Regions from separate parts of the Sus scrofa genome. Here region 2 is linked to region 1. The links are chromatin contacts, called in public Hi-C maps. All regions are on one chromosome and are shown on one strand. The core of a region is the stretch at or near the end of the contact, and the rest is flanking DNA. Distances in the headings are between cores, read along the strand shown. Region 1 overlaps MACF1 (microtubule-actin cross-linking factor 1). Region 2 overlaps MACF1 (microtubule-actin cross-linking factor 1).

The links. Hi-C and Micro-C count contacts between places; a contact is called where the count stands out from the background.
Region 2: a contact with region 1 is called in a Hi-C map of retroperitoneal adipose tissue, with 3 times the contacts expected there. The contact joins two enhancer-like sites. A contact is called at or near these places in 2 of 5 promoter capture datasets (fetal liver and liver), 31 of 47 Hi-C or Micro-C datasets (adipose tissue, alveolar macrophages, blood and 15 more) and 2 of 2 datasets of contacts at active chromatin or transcription factors (alveolar macrophages and skeletal muscle).

Annotation. Positions count from the first base shown.
Region 1 is chr6:95,057,011-95,064,411 of Sscrofa11.1, forward strand. All of the region lies in intron 2 of MACF1 (microtubule-actin cross-linking factor 1), which reads left to right. Among named protein-coding and RNA genes, the nearest start is that of MACF1, 100 kb to the left of the region's middle. Within about 2 kb of position 2,876, at least 34 of the 83 cell types and tissues checked have an H3K27ac peak or open chromatin away from gene starts, as enhancers often do. A contact at or near this core is called in alveolar macrophages, embryonic fibroblasts, omental adipose tissue and 1 more, where this site is marked.
Region 2 is chr6:95,107,138-95,114,538 of Sscrofa11.1, forward strand. It overlaps MACF1 (microtubule-actin cross-linking factor 1), which reads left to right. Exons shown (of 96, transcript XM_021095983.1): 5 at 2,247-2,324; 6 at 6,867-6,959. Among named protein-coding and RNA genes, the nearest start is that of KIAA0754, 140 kb to the right of the region's middle. Within about 2 kb of position 3,919, at least 13 of the 83 cell types and tissues checked have an H3K27ac peak or open chromatin away from gene starts, as enhancers often do. A contact at or near this core is called in alveolar macrophages, embryonic fibroblasts, omental adipose tissue and 1 more, where this site is marked.

The DNA.
Region 1 (7,401 bases), core at 1,626-4,125:
TCAGAATTTTGAAGGTGTTCCTCCTTTTGGCTTTCCGTGTTTCTGTTGAGAAGTCCAGTGTCATTCTGGTTCCTCACTTTTGTCTCTGATCTGTTGTTTTTTTTGTTTTGTTTTGTTTTGTTTTTTTGATGGCTTTTAGGATTTTATTTTTATCCCCGGTATTCTGAAATGTTACGATGATGTGCATTGATTAGGATCTTTTTTAATTTGCTGAGTTGAGTTTTCTGTGGGTCTTCTTTATTTGCAAACACACGTTTCATTCACTACTTCTTTGATAATTTCTTCTGTTGCATTTTCTCCTTCTGGTACTTCTCTTGGTTGGATGTTGGACTCCATTGGTTGATCTTAGGTCCTTTCTCTTCTGCTCTATGTTTTCTCTGTCTCTTTTTTTGTTCTGATTTATGGAGACCATCAGCTCTATCTTTCAACTTTCTTTGAATTATTTATTTTTTGCTGTCATATTTTTTATTTCTGGGTGTTGTTTTTCTTTCTTTCTTTTTTTTTTTTTTTTTTTTTTTGTCTTTTCTAGGGCTGCACCCACGGCATATGGAGGTTCCCAGGCTAGGGGTCTAATCAGAGCTGTAGCCACTGGCCTACGCCAGAACCACAGCAACGCAGGATCCGAACTGCGTCTGTGACCTACACCACAGCTCACGGCAACGCCTCGGATCCTTAACCCACTGAGCGAGGCCAGGGATCTAACCTCATGGTCCCTAGTCGGATTTGTTGACCACTGCGCCACAACAGGAACTGCTGTCGTGTTTTTTATTTCTAAGTGTTTCCCTCTTATTCTCTGAATATTCCTTTTAATATACTTGCTCTGGTTTTATAGCAATATTGCCTTTAGGGCTCTCTGAGGATATTAATTACCACTCCCCTTTAATTTTGTCCTCTGCTTCCAGTATCGTCTCTCTTTGTTTCAAGATCCTTCTGTTTGTTCGTTTAGTTTCTTTCTTTCATGTTAGAGATTCTCTCATATCTGATATTTCTGGGTGATCTTCATGATTAAGAGTTAGCCCCTAAAAAAGCTGATTGGAAGCCTAAAAAGCTGGCTGGTGGGGTTTGTTGCCAACTGACCTGTCTCCTATCTGGGGCTCATTAGCCTGGCAGCCAGAGATCTGGGGATGCCAAGCAGGGCAACAGAGCAAGGCGAGAGTCTTGTTATTCATTCTGTCAGACTTCACTTCATACTCCTGTTTCCAGTGAGGCACCTCACTGGTGACCTCAGGCTGGCCTGAAGACCTTCAGCCAGCTTGTGTTCTGCCTCAGCCTGCAGCTCTGCCTCCCCTCCCGCAAGCCTTCTGGTTTCTAAGCCTTTCTGGAGTCCTTGTTAGCACCGGTTACCTGGACCCCAGGCCCCCACAGGCACTTAGCAGAAAGAAAAAGCTGAAATTTAAATTAGTGACCATTTACCTTTCCACTCTCCATTTTATCACATGTCTGTTGATATTTTCATTCTTTTTTTCCCCTGTGGTTTTGTGCCATTTTTATTCGTTTACGATCCTTTTTTTGAGGTTTCAGAAAGGAATGGAGATGGTGTGCATGTTTTAAGTCTGCGTGCTTGACCTGAGGTGAACAGAAGTGACTCTTCCTAACTTCTCCCTCTCTCTCTCAAATACACAAACCCTGTGCTCTAGCTTTACTTGTACTCTTCTACTTTTCTTTTTTCCATTTTCTTCCTGTGCCATCTCTCCTCCTAGCGTGTCTACTTGTCTCACTTCTGACGGTTGAATCCTGCATATTCTTCCAGGTCCAGCTTTTATGTCTCCCAAACCATACACTGCCTTATGCTATAATTACTTATACATATACCACTTCCCTAGTTAGCTGTGATCACTTAGAGGATAGTATGGGACTGGTTTGTAAATTGTTTGTTGTTGACAGCAATTAATGTAGAATCTAGGCATTAGATATTTCACAGAACTATGGAATTTTGTAGCTGGAAAAGAATTTAGAGATCTAGAATGTTAACTCATTTTATGAATAAACAAACCAATCCAGTGTGATTAAATGATGCTAGAGTCATATAATAAGCTAGGGGCAGAACTGGAACTTTAACCTCATTGTCTAGCTCTCACACTGCTAAATGCAGTGATAAAATCCAATATATGCTTAATTAAATATTCTGGTTAATCCACAGTTAACCAGAGGGCACCTTTCATTTCCAGCATGTTTAAGACAGTTCCATAGATTCATCATGTCTGAGAGGTTAGAAGCTCAGGATTATCTTTAGGAGAAAGCTGAACTATAACTATTGTCTGTTTAGAAGTTGTTGAATATGAAGTGTGCTGGTCGCTAATCAGAAAAGCCAGTACTGTCCTATTCCTCACTCCCTACTTTGGGCACTTGAGGGTGGATGGGCAGGTACTTAAGAGGTGCCTCTTCCTCTGAGATTTGGTTTTCATCAGTACTTTGCCTCACGATATAAAGCTGCATGATAGCAGATGACCTGATACGGGGGCTGGCTTGCGGTCTCCATTGGGCAGAGCTGTTGCTAGAGAAGCAGTCTGTGGTGACCAGTAGGCTGGATTGGGCTCTGCATCATGCCTATACTTTTGGTTTTATCCAGAATAGAAACTGCGGTCCCCAGATTTTAGAGAGTAAGGATTTACTATGTACTCATTGGTGTGTCTGCCTTTGCCTGTTCCTTCATTGCCACCTGGCTGCCGTTGGAGGGAATTCAGTCAGAGTCCCTGCAGGGGGGTGAGAGGAACTGTCTGTTTCCAGGATGGGGTGTGTGTTCTCTTCCATTGAAACTGCTACCCAGATTTCCTTTTATTACTCATTAAGTCAGAGGCAGTTGGGAGGGTGCATTACTCACCAGGCACACACAGTGGCCCTGACTGCTGGTGGGACGTCTGGTCTGAGCTGAGAGTGAGTCAGCTCAGGGAATGGAAAAATTGCAGAGTGGTGGAGGGTAGAGGCTGTGTGCCAGTGACTATCCCTTCCCTGCCTGCTCTTTTCTCTATAAGGACTCATCACAAAGCTGTGAATACTGGGCATCCTGTTGGGGCAACCAGTTTGTGGTGATGATACTTCCTGTGAAAGGAATGAGGTGACCAGACTTAGCATTGTTGTCTTCTGTGCCATTGGTGTCTAAGGGGTTTGAGGCAAGCTTATATAATAAAGTTCTGTGTGTGAGCATTTCACCACAATAAAGCACAGAATCTCTTTGTCTTGGTTGTAACATTCAGTCTTCTGCATCTATCTTTGTCCAGTAGGGGTCACTGGGGTATTAAACTCTAAGTGAGGAAAACTGTCACTAATCCCGATAGACCAATCAGATCCCTTGTCTTTATTGTGAACCTTTGTGCATTGAATACTATCTATTTTTTTTAATATATTAGAACAGAAACAAAAGATAAGAACTTGTATTAAGAACTTTGGATCTACTGAGTATGTGAAGAGCAGGTTACTGAAAATGCAGGGTGAATCAAGAAACCAAGGCTTGGGAGTTCCCTTTGTGGCTCAGCAGTTAACAAACCCGACTAGGATCCATGAGGATTCGGGTTCGATCCCTGGCCTTGCTCAGTGGGTTAAGGATCTGGCGTTGCCATGAGCTGTGGTGTAGGTCGAGGCTCAGATCCCGCACTGCTGTGGCTGCGGTTGTGGTGTAGGCCGGCAGCTATAGCTCCGATTGGACCCCTAGCCTAGCCTGGGAACTTCCATGTGCTGTGGATACAGCTCTAAAAAGCAAAAAAAAAAAAAAAAAAGAGAGAGAGAGAAAACAAAAAAATCCCCAAGGCTGAGATGGAATTTGTTTATGAGTAAGATTTGAGGAGCAATTTTTAAGGAAAATGAGACTGAGGAAGAAAACTGTTTACTAAGATGATGTGTACTACATAGTTTATTTTTTTTAATTTTATTATTATTTTTTTTAGGGCTGCACCCACAGCATATGGAGGTTCCCAGGCTAGGGGTCCAATCTGAGCTGTAGCTGCTGGGCTACACCAGAGCTACAGCAATGGGGGATCCAAGCAGTGTCTGTAACCTACACCACAGCTCATGGCAATGTGGGATCCTTAACCCACTGAGTGAGGCCAGGGATCGAACCTGTGTCCTCATGGATACTAGTTGGGTTCATTAACTGCTGAGCCATGATGGGAACTCCCTACATATTTTAAATATATTCCTTATTTAGTCTTAATGCTAAGAAACAGGTATTTATATACATATTGTATATGTTAGGAACCCAAAGTTTAGAAACATTAAGTGGCTTCCATAGGGTCACATAATTATGAAGTGCTATGACCAGGAGAAATCCTATCAGGCACGTTGTGTTTGACTTTGGTCCTTGGACCCTGGTAAAGGGTCATGAGAACAGAAGGTTTTCTTAGAAGGTAAGCAGAGCTTGATGGTAGACTCTCCTGAGATGAATTAAAATGATTCTTGTGTTGAATTAGGGTTCAGAGCAGGCTCCAAGGGTCTACAAGTGGAAAGAAGCTGACAAGTCTGTCTGTGTCTTCAGGGGACAAGTTCCACCTCTTTCATTTAGAGCTACTGCCAGGATCTGGAAAACGGTCTCCCAGAGATCTAAAATTAGCTCTTTGTTTGTGTGTAAAGCTTGGTTTCCATGGGTAAATAGTTTAAGTTGGCCTCTCTTACCTACTCTTATCTTGGCTGGACTCTTCCTCTGAGCCTTGAATTTTGCGGTCGGCATTCTCAGGCCTGCCTGCACACCTTGTTGTTGAGCTCCTGACCCTTCTGTCAGCTGTGGGCCCATTCTCTGTTCTTGTATTCAGGGTGTTTCTGGAAAACTGAAGTTGATCATGTATTTCTTAGCCAGACCACACTAAAAGACATTTCCCATCGAGACCATTTTTTTGTTTTGGTTTTATTTGGAAAAGCCTTTAAAAATGTGTTTAGATGGGATATGAGTAAGATGCTAACTCTCCTTCAATGTGCATTCATTTGGAATGACAGATATTTCTGGATAAAAATAACAACCTTGGCAAAATTCAGAAGCAACCCCCATATATGGGCCTTCTTATCCTTATATCTTCTTTTCTCCATTTATTTAAAATACTGACTCTCAGAGTATCCTGGAAAAAGTTTAATAGATTTTATTATTTTTATATTTGTCAGGGGAAATGGTCAGAATCCCAGAGAGGTGTTATTAAAATGGTAACAAGACAAAAAAAAAAAAAAGTGGAGTTCCTGTTGTGGCACAGTGGTTAACGAATCCTACTAGGAACCATGAGGTTTTGGGTTCGATCCCTGCCCTTGCTCAGTGGGTTAAGGATCTGGCGTTGCTGTGAGCTGTGGTGTAGGTCGCAGATGCGCCTCGTATCCTGTGTTGCTGTGGCTCTGGTGTAGGCTGGCAGCTACAGCTCCGGTTAGACCCCTAGCCTGGGAACCTCCTTATGCGTGGGTACAGCCCTAAAAAGACTGGGGAAAAAAATGGTAAAATGGATAAAGATTGACTAAATATTCTTGTCTCTTTCTTTTTTTTTTTTTTTTTCTTTTTAGTGCCACACCTAAGGCATATGGAAGTTCCCAGGCTAGGGGTTGAATCAGTGCTGCAGCTGCCAGCCTATACCACAGCCACAGCAACACCAGATCCAAGCCACATCTGTGACCTATGCTGCAGCTTGTTGCAACGCCAGATCCTTAACCCACAGAGCAAGGCCAGGAATTGAACCCGAATCCTCCTGGAGACTATATCAGATTCTTAACCTGCAGAGCTATAGCAGGAACTCCTCTTTTTCCTTTCTGAAGCTGTGCCACTGAAGCCCTCTTTGTTTTATTCATTGAGTTGGTAGTTTAGATCTGTTGAATACCACACACTTTACTTTGACTTACCTCATTGCATTGGCCACTAAATATGACTTGATGCTCTGCTAGGGCACAAATGCTCTAGGGTAGGAACAATGATAACAATTATTATTTTTTTTTTTTTTTGGTGTTTCCACTTATCTTTAATAAGATCTTATTTAGCTAGCGCATACATGCAAACCAAAGACAGATGCAGACTAACAAAAATTACCACGTATTGAATTGACTTTCCTATTCTTCAGTTTTTAACTGTATTTCCTTTATATGGGGCGATAATCAATTCATGTAGAAAATAGTTATCGACACACTTTTTCAAGTAACAGTCTGGGAATCTTCAGCCTCAGGAACAACGATAATAATTAGCAATGAGGGCCTGTTTAATTTTTTAAAAAATGGATAACACTTAGTCCTTACTGTGCGCTGAATAGTCCATGCATTTCCTCACCTAATCCTCACTTTAACACTGTGAAGAGGTAATTTTATTATCCCCATTTTAAAGGTAGGGAAATTGAGGATTAAAGAGATTAAGTAATTGTTCAGAGATATAGCATGAAACCATGAAGTCACAATTTGAGGCTTGGTTTGGCTAACAGATTATATGAGGTGTAGAGTTCTGGAAGGAGGGGGAAGAGGGAAAAAGAGAGAAGAACGGGCCGTGGGGGGAGTTTGGCTGTTGGACAGAATCCATATCTGGAGAGACTTCTAGAAGTGGAATTTCTAAATCAATAATTTAACTTTTTCTCTTAAATTCTAAGGTAGATTTGGAAGCTCACTGTTAAAAGTGGCCTGACCTGTTGTTAGTGTATGTTATCTGCTGGGCCTGTCTAGAGGAGCACATTGAGCTATTCCTACCAAAAGATGAATAGTTTCCAGTCACTTGCACCCTGGTGTATGTTTTTGTGGTCAAAATAGATGCATTCTCAAGGAATGCCTGTGTTTCGTGAATCGTCACGATTTGTGGGATCCGGTTTTGCTCTTTCTAGTATGCTCCCCATTACTCCTGGCCCTCCCATCCTCTTGCTCTTTTGTTCATTCATTCATTCATTCACTTACTCATTCCACAAATAGTTATTTAGTGATGAGATTTTATATAGGTGAGCAGACATTCATCCAGCTTCAAAACTCTGGTGAAGGAGTAAAAATACACAATTATATTGCAAAGTAGAAAGTGCTAATTGTCATAAGAGAGAAACATGTAAAGCGTAAGGTTAAGGGAGATGTTTACTTCAGGCTGGGATGGAGGGAGTCACTAGGGAAACTTCTGTGGAAGTGCTTGTTTAAACTGACCCCTAGGAGTGGGACTTCAACATCCAGGGTAAGAGAGGGAAATGCTATAAAGCCAGAGAGTTTTGGACTTAATTTGCTAACTGTGGAGAATTGAAAGTTTCAGAATTAAATTGCAGACGACCATGTATTGAGCATTTAAGATGTACCAGTCATTATGCATGCTTTATGGAGATTAATCTCAGGGTGAATGAGGGCAGGATTGGCAGGTTGGAGACTGGGATTAGGTAAATTAGATTCAGTAGTTTTGGTGATAGGTTGGGTAAATTATCAGTTTACCAAGGTTTTGTACAGTCTGAGCAGTATTTGAAAGTCTTGTGCTCAGATGTAGTTTTTTGCTGG
Region 2 (7,401 bases), core at 2,669-5,168, 51 kb after region 1:
CTTGATTTGGTTTTGCATCTTTGTGGAGGTGGGAGGGTATTTTCATATTTATTTTCACCTTTTTTTTTCTGCATTCATTTCCTTTTCATTTTTGTGTTGCGAACTTCCTGTTACTCTGCCGTGTCTTTGTCTTGGTTGGTGGTCAAAGGAGCCAGCAGGGCTGAAGACCCTCCGTCTGGTGAGCATGCCCTCCTGGCGCCACACACACAGCGAGGAGCAGGAGGAGGAAGATGATGATGATGTAGTAGGTCCTCCTGGGGACACCAGCATCCCAGCCTCACTGCAGGGCCGCCAGAGAGTTTGGGGTTCTCTTGGTCTCCAAGGAGCTCAGTTACCAATTGCCTTCTTCCTTGTCCACCTGGGAATTTGGATCCCAAAGAAAGTGGTTAAAACTAATTGTGCCTCTTGCCACTGTTAGATGATCCTGGAGTGGGAATTGTTTTGCTTATCTGAGAGTGGCTAGCACAGAACGAAGAATGGTGTTTGGCAGTGTCAGGTCCCTTTGTGACCTAGAGACCCATGACTTTCTGGTGGCCTTGTGTGTTGTCTGAGTCCAGACTGCAGAATTGTGAAAGCTTAGTCGCGATAGCATGACAGTTAATTGCTCATGACTCCACACTGCAGACTAACAGGGACTCTCTCTCCGCCTTTCTGGCCTCTAGGTTGTCACCACACACCATGTCATTTGCTTTCAAAACAGCCTGTTGTTTGCAAACCACTCACTGCATGGAAATTCCCTGCCTTGGTCAATAACACCTCTAGGTGCTGTAGAGGACAGAGGTTTAACTTGCATGTTCTTAAGGGTATTTTTGGTGGGAAGTACATAGGAGCAAAGATTAGAGTGGGTACAAGGGCTGTTTTCTGCTTACAGACTCTAAACTAGAGCCTCTGATCTTTCTTCAGAAATAAGGGTTAGGGAGTATCCCCATTCTCTGTGTCCAAAGTCATCTTTTCACTCCATTGATTTCCCTCCTCATTGCCTTAGAATGTTTAGTTTCACAGGCCCTGTCATCTTCTAAGCCATACTCACAATTAGTTTAGCTGCAGTGACTGAGATGAGGTTGTTGCTAAAAAGATTTTTCCTAAAGTGTGACTTATAAAGTTATCCTGTTACACAGTGAGGCCTCAACCCCTCTGTAGCTGACCCTGGTTTGGGAGGGTTATTTAGAAGTGTTGGGAGACCCACAGAGAGATGCTTCCACCCTTGTCTTTCCATGCGTTGGGTTTACTTTTTACCTGTTACTGTCTGGGGCAGTTTCCTCTGTGCATGTAAGCACAACGGAGCTATCTTGTATTTTATCAGCCTTTAAGTGGTACCAACTTGACCTTTACAAATGAATTGGGTGTAATCTAGTGAGAGTGATGTTTTAGTCCCAATTTTAGTAAAATGAAAAACAATATTGGAAAGCGAGCAGGGAAAACATTCCAGGGTAGATAGCCATCCTTGCCTGTACTCACTGGGGAAACTTGATGCATGTTTGGTTGGGTAGGACTTGAGCCATGGGCAGGGGCCACTGGAGGCCCTGGGTGGAGGTGGACCTTCCCCATGTCTTGTATGATATCCAAGGGCGAGCGACTAGAGGAAATACCTTTCTTCGGAGTACTATGTCGAATAGCCCCACACTGTGAAGGTCTTGTCTGCTTTGGGTATTTCATACTGGGGTAAAGGGTAGCTTTCTTACATTGACACCTGTCTTCCTAGAAAATAGGTTTCTTGCTGGTTTCTGCCTCCAATTTTAGATCTTTTCACTTGCTTATTGAGCATGTGTAACTCCTCCTTCCCTATTTTAAAATCAGCTACCTCGAGCTTCTTTTGCTAGGTTTATAGTAAGGTTGGCTCTGTCCATTCCTATGCAATATGAATTTAGGACTTTCTACCCTTCCCTTACAGTAGCATTTACCTGTGATTCTGGGAGTCAGAGAGCCAAGTCTTCATCCCCATGAACCTCACATGCAGAATCAAGCCATGTATGGATGCAGAAGCACCTGTAGAGACACTGTGGCACTAATTCAGTGTTGTAGCCAAAGGTGCTGTGTGTTCACGGGGATCCTGGTGGGGCCTCGACAAGCATGGTGAAAACACACACAGGCCCTGCCCTTAAGGGGTGCTTTATGTCATGCTCCCACACCTGGCTTCAACCAAGAGGAAATCTTTGTAGTCTCTTAGTCCTGGAAAAGAAAGAGGAAAGGGGTTTGTAAACTGGTATGGCTGCAATTAACATCCCTTTCGTTGTGTTTGTTTACAGCCCCGGGAGAAGGGCAGGATGCGATTTCACAGGCTGCAGAACGTGCAGATTGCCCTGGACTTCCTAAAGCAGCGACAGGTAAGGGTGTCCTGTGTGTTCCCCATTCTGCCAGGGAATGTTGGCTTCGGGTCCCTATTTAGGGATGGTCTCAGCGCCCCTGGTGAGTCCTTGGTAAATCTGGCTGACAGTCAGTTCTGAGTCTTGATTGCTAGTGAGCAGTTGTGTTGTGGACAGATCATTTAGAAATCCTCACATGGAGCTTGTGGCCCGAGAGGGGGAGCCCTAGAGAAGAGAAGAGAAGATGCAGAAGAGTGACTCACCTCAGGTGGAGGTCCAAGGGAAGAGGCAAAATAAACCAGCCCAGGAGGTGGGGAAAAGGAACGTCTTCCAGGAAGAGGGAAAACCAGTGCTCATCATCGTGAGAACTGGGTGAGGGGATGGTCAGGGTTAAGTGACACGTCAGGGCCGAGGGGAAGGTCTCAGCTGTGACTTAAGAGAACAGTCCCCATGGAGCAGAAGAGTATTTAGAACATAGTAAAGATGTTTTCCTCTCTAGATGAGAAAGGAAGGCAACTCATTTTTAGACATGGGAGGAGAAGCCAGTGAAGAGGGGAAAGCTGAGAATGGGAGTGAGGAGGAGCTTGAGTCAGAGTGCGTTTGCCCTGGAAGACGCCTTAGAGATGGCTGGTCCAGCCTTCACATTTCATGTGAAGGAAACCCAGAAATGACCTGCCCCGAATCACATCGAAGCTGAGACTTCCACGAACCAGGTGCCCTCACATTTGTGCAATGCTCCTTCCATGCTGCTTCCCACACACCTTCCTTCCCCCTACTGATTCCTAGTTGATGGAACCAGGTCCAGTGAGGGCTGAGACCCAGAGCACGGCCTGTGTAGTTTCTTTGGAAAAAGAAAAGAAAAATGCCTCTTAGATCCCGGGAGGGGGATGGAAAGAGGGTTAAAGATACAGAGAGAGTTTGTGGTAGAGAGGAAGATGGATGAGGGGGTCAGAGTTCATTTGCTTAGAGAGCTGTATGGAAAAGATGTGGTACAGTTCTAGTTGCCAGGCAACAGCACCGGTCAAAATGACATGGAATGGTATGCATAGTTTTGGAGTTAGTTCATTTTTGTCGCTCTTATCAGTAATTCTCACTAACTTGGGAAATTCTCTTTTTTTGTGCTCCCAAAGCAGTTTGCTTATATATAATACTTGTTACTTTTGTTGTTATTTCTCTGTTTGCTCCAATGCATCATAAGTCCCATGAGGACAGGAAATGTGATCTTACTTAACACTTTTCTTTTCATCACCTGTCATAATGAATGGTCCATAATCGGTACTTAATTACATTTGTTGAAATAAATTGAGAAATGAAAAGTGGTAGGAGAATTGGAGGCCAAAGTGTTTAGAGTATTAGAGGAAGAAGCATTGAAATCTCTGTGTGTAGAGTTAGAGGAAAGCAGAGAGCCTTAATGGGCAAGGTGAACTGAGAAGAATTGATTAGCTAGAAATCAAAATAACAATAGAGATAGATTGGTTACTAGGATAGAATAAAAATGTGAGCAGTTAAGAACAGTGGGCACAGAGAAGGGCAGAGAGAACTCTGGAGCTGCTCATGGCAATGGTGAGGTCCAGTGTGTGGCTGTGTGGGTGTCTAAAGCAGAGTGAAAGTGAAAGCCATCAGATTCTGGAAGGCAGACAAATTATACAGATGGGGTGATAGTTGGATCATCAGGATGAGTGCTGAAATTGCCAAGAAAGCCCGTAGAAGATGAGGTAGCAAAGGGAGGGGTTAGGTATGAAGTCACCAGGGAATGGTTGGCAGAGTTTGGAGGGTGGCTTGGGCAAGGAAGGCTGGCTTTACAACACAAGGGAAAAGCTGTTTTCAGAGGTGGGACTGACGGCGGGCTTGGCTGAGATTGCTCGCTCCCAGGTCTGTGCCATTAGTGATTAGCGAGCCTGCACGGAGACCAGAAGGCAGCATCTCCCACTGCCAGTGTACACAATAGACTGACATACAAAAGAGGGCAGGGACTTGCCCGGTTCTTAGCCATTCAGGATGCTGTGACAAAATATCACAGCCCAGGTGACTTATAGAAAACAGAAATGGGAGCTCCCATTGTGGCTCAGCAGAAATGAATCACTAGTATCCATGAGGATGTGGGTTCGATCCCTGGCCTTGCTCAGTGGGTTAAGGACCCGGCGTTGCCGTGAGCTGTGGTGTAGGTCACAGACACAGCTCAGATCCTGCTTTGCTGTGGCCCTGGCGTAGGCTTGAGGGTACAGCTCTGATTTGATCCCTAGCCTGGAAATCTCCATGTGCCATGGGCGTGGCCCTAAAAAAAGAAAAAACAAAAAACAAAAACCCCAGAAATGATTGGAGTTCCTGCTGTGGCTCAATGGGATCGGTGGCGTGTTGCAAGCATTGGGACACAGGTTTGATCCCCAGCCAGGCACAGTGGATTAAAGATCCAGCGTTGTTGCAACTTTGGTTTAGGTCCCGACTGTGGCTCGGATCTGATCCCTGGCCCAGGAACTTCATATGCCAGGGGTGGCCAAATAAACAACAACAACAAAAAAAACAGAAAACAAAAATGATTGAGGCAGATTTAGTGTCTGGTGAGGTTCTGGTTCAGGTACCTTTTAGCTGTATCCTCACATGATGGAAAGGTTAAGGGAGCTTTCCAGGTCTCAATTATATTTTATTTTTTATTTTTTGTCTTTTTGCCTTTTTTTTTTTTTTTTTTTTTTCTAGGGCCTCTCCTGTGCAGCATATGGAGGTTCCCAGGCTAGGGGTCAAATCGGAGCTGTAGCCACCGGCCTACACCAGAGCCACAGCAACGAGGGATCCAAGCCGCGTCTGTGACCTATACCACAGCTCACGGCAACGCCGGATCTTTAACCCACTGAGCAAGGACAGGGATCGAACCCGTAACCTCATGGTTCCTAGTTGGATTCGTTAACCACTGCGCCACGACGGGCACTCCCGGGTCTCAATTATAAAGATACAAATCCCATCCTTCAACAACTAATCACCCCCAAAAGGTCCCACCTCCACTTACCTTCAGATAGGTGTTAGGATTTAACATGAATTTTGGAGAGACACAGGCATTCAGGCTACAGCACTGGTCCCCGTAGTGTAAGGGAGAAGTGAGGTGTCTGTTTGAGGTTGTTAGGATTCTTTAGTACATGAAGATTTCAGTTCAGTTGAAGAGTTAAAAGGAGGATAGCTCGGAGTTCCCGTCGTGGCACAGTGGTTAACGAATCCGACTAGGAACCATGAGGTTGCGGGTTCGGTCCCTGCCCTTGCTCAGTGGGTTAACGATCCGGCATTGCCATGAGCTGTGGTGTAGGTTGCAGACGCGGCTCAGATCCCGCGTTGCTGTGGCTCTGGCGTAGGCCGGTGGCTACAGTTCCGATTAGACCCCTACCCTGGGAACCTCCATATGCCGCGGGAGGGGCCCAAGAAAATGGCAAAAAGACAAAAAAAAAAAAAAAAAAAAAAAAAAGGAGGATAGCTTAAGGACAGCTTGCCACACTTGACCAAGAACTCTGGGAGGGTACCACAGAGGCTCACAGGAGTGGAGGTGGAAACAGGCTGGTTTTCCTAGGACACTCTTGGTTTTAGCCCTGAAAGGCCCACATCTCAGGAAACCCCTCCGTTTCTAGCACACAGGGATGGTTGCTCATCTAGTAGGGGGAGGTCCTGTGTGTCTCTGTACATCATGTTGTTGGAATGAGATTTTATTAGTAAAGGAGATGCTGTGGAAGGCCTGGGCAGGTGGGGATGTCTGCGACAAAGGAGCACAAACAGAGGTGGGAGCAGGCCAGAGATCAGTGAGGGACAAGGCGAAGGTCTCTCTCTTAACCTTGGAGGGGGAAAAAAAAAGAAGTCAGGGTTGTGATGACTTAATTGAAAAGCAACTCACAATACTATGTGCCTGCAAGGTTGCTTTGCTGGTGGGATTGCAAAATGGTGTGATCATGCTGGAAAATTGTTTGGCAGTTTATTATAAAGCTAAACATATGCCATATGACCCAGCAATCCCACTCTTAGGAATTTGCCATAGAGAAATGAAAACATATGCTCACACAAGAAACTGTACGTGAATATGGGAGCTTTATTCATAATTGCCCCAAACTGGCAGCAACCCAAATGTCCTTCAGTAGATGGGTGGGTAACTACAGTGTAATGTGTGGGTATAATAGAATACTCCTCCACAACGAAAAGGAGCAAACTATTGCTACATGCGGTAACTTGGATGGGTATCTCACAGTCATACTGAGTGAAAAAAAGCCGGTATCAAAAGATCACATACTGTGTGATTCCATTTATATGACATTCTGGAAAAAACAAAACTGGAAACAGATCAGTGGTTGCCAGGATTTAGTGGGAAGGGGCAGGGTTTGACTACAAAGGGGCAGTACAAAGTCACCTTTTTGGGCTGATGTGCCTTTTCTGTTCTCCTGATTGTGGTGGTAGTTACACAGATCTATTCATGTGTCAGAACTGCACACCCCCAAAAACCCATTTAACTGCATGTAAGTAATGAAAATCTGTAACAATGAAATCAAAACAAAAAGTCACAGAGTTCTGAGATACCAGCTTGTGTTTCTTTTTCAGGTGAAACTAGTGAATATTCGCAATGATGACATCACAGATGGCAACCCCAAGCTGACCCTGGGCCTGATCTGGACCATTATTTTGCACTTCCAGGTAGGGCCTGCGCAGTTTGGGGTCCCTGTTGCTTGGTTTGGACGTGGCCTGGAAAGAACTAGAGGCTGCTCTGCCTTCCTCCCGCACCCTGAGCCTTCCTTCTCTGTATTTGAATGTGATTGAGGGTCAGAGTGGGAGCTGGAAAGGAAGATTAGGATTGGCCTGGAGACAGAACTGTTGTGGTGTAAACCCAGAACTTCCTCATCATTTGCATGATGAAATGGGATTTTTTTTTTCCCTCAGTTGTTTGTACTTTGGCCCTGTCATTGGCAGTCTGGTTATTAGCAGTCTGCTCAACTGAGTCAAAACTGGCTCTTTAGGGACTCAGAATATAAGGGATGGGAAGAGATGTTGGTTTTGATGCTCTTGAAGAGTGGAGTGAAAGCTTATAATCCTGCTTTGATGTAGACTTTTCCTGGTCCCTAATGACCCTAAATAAGCC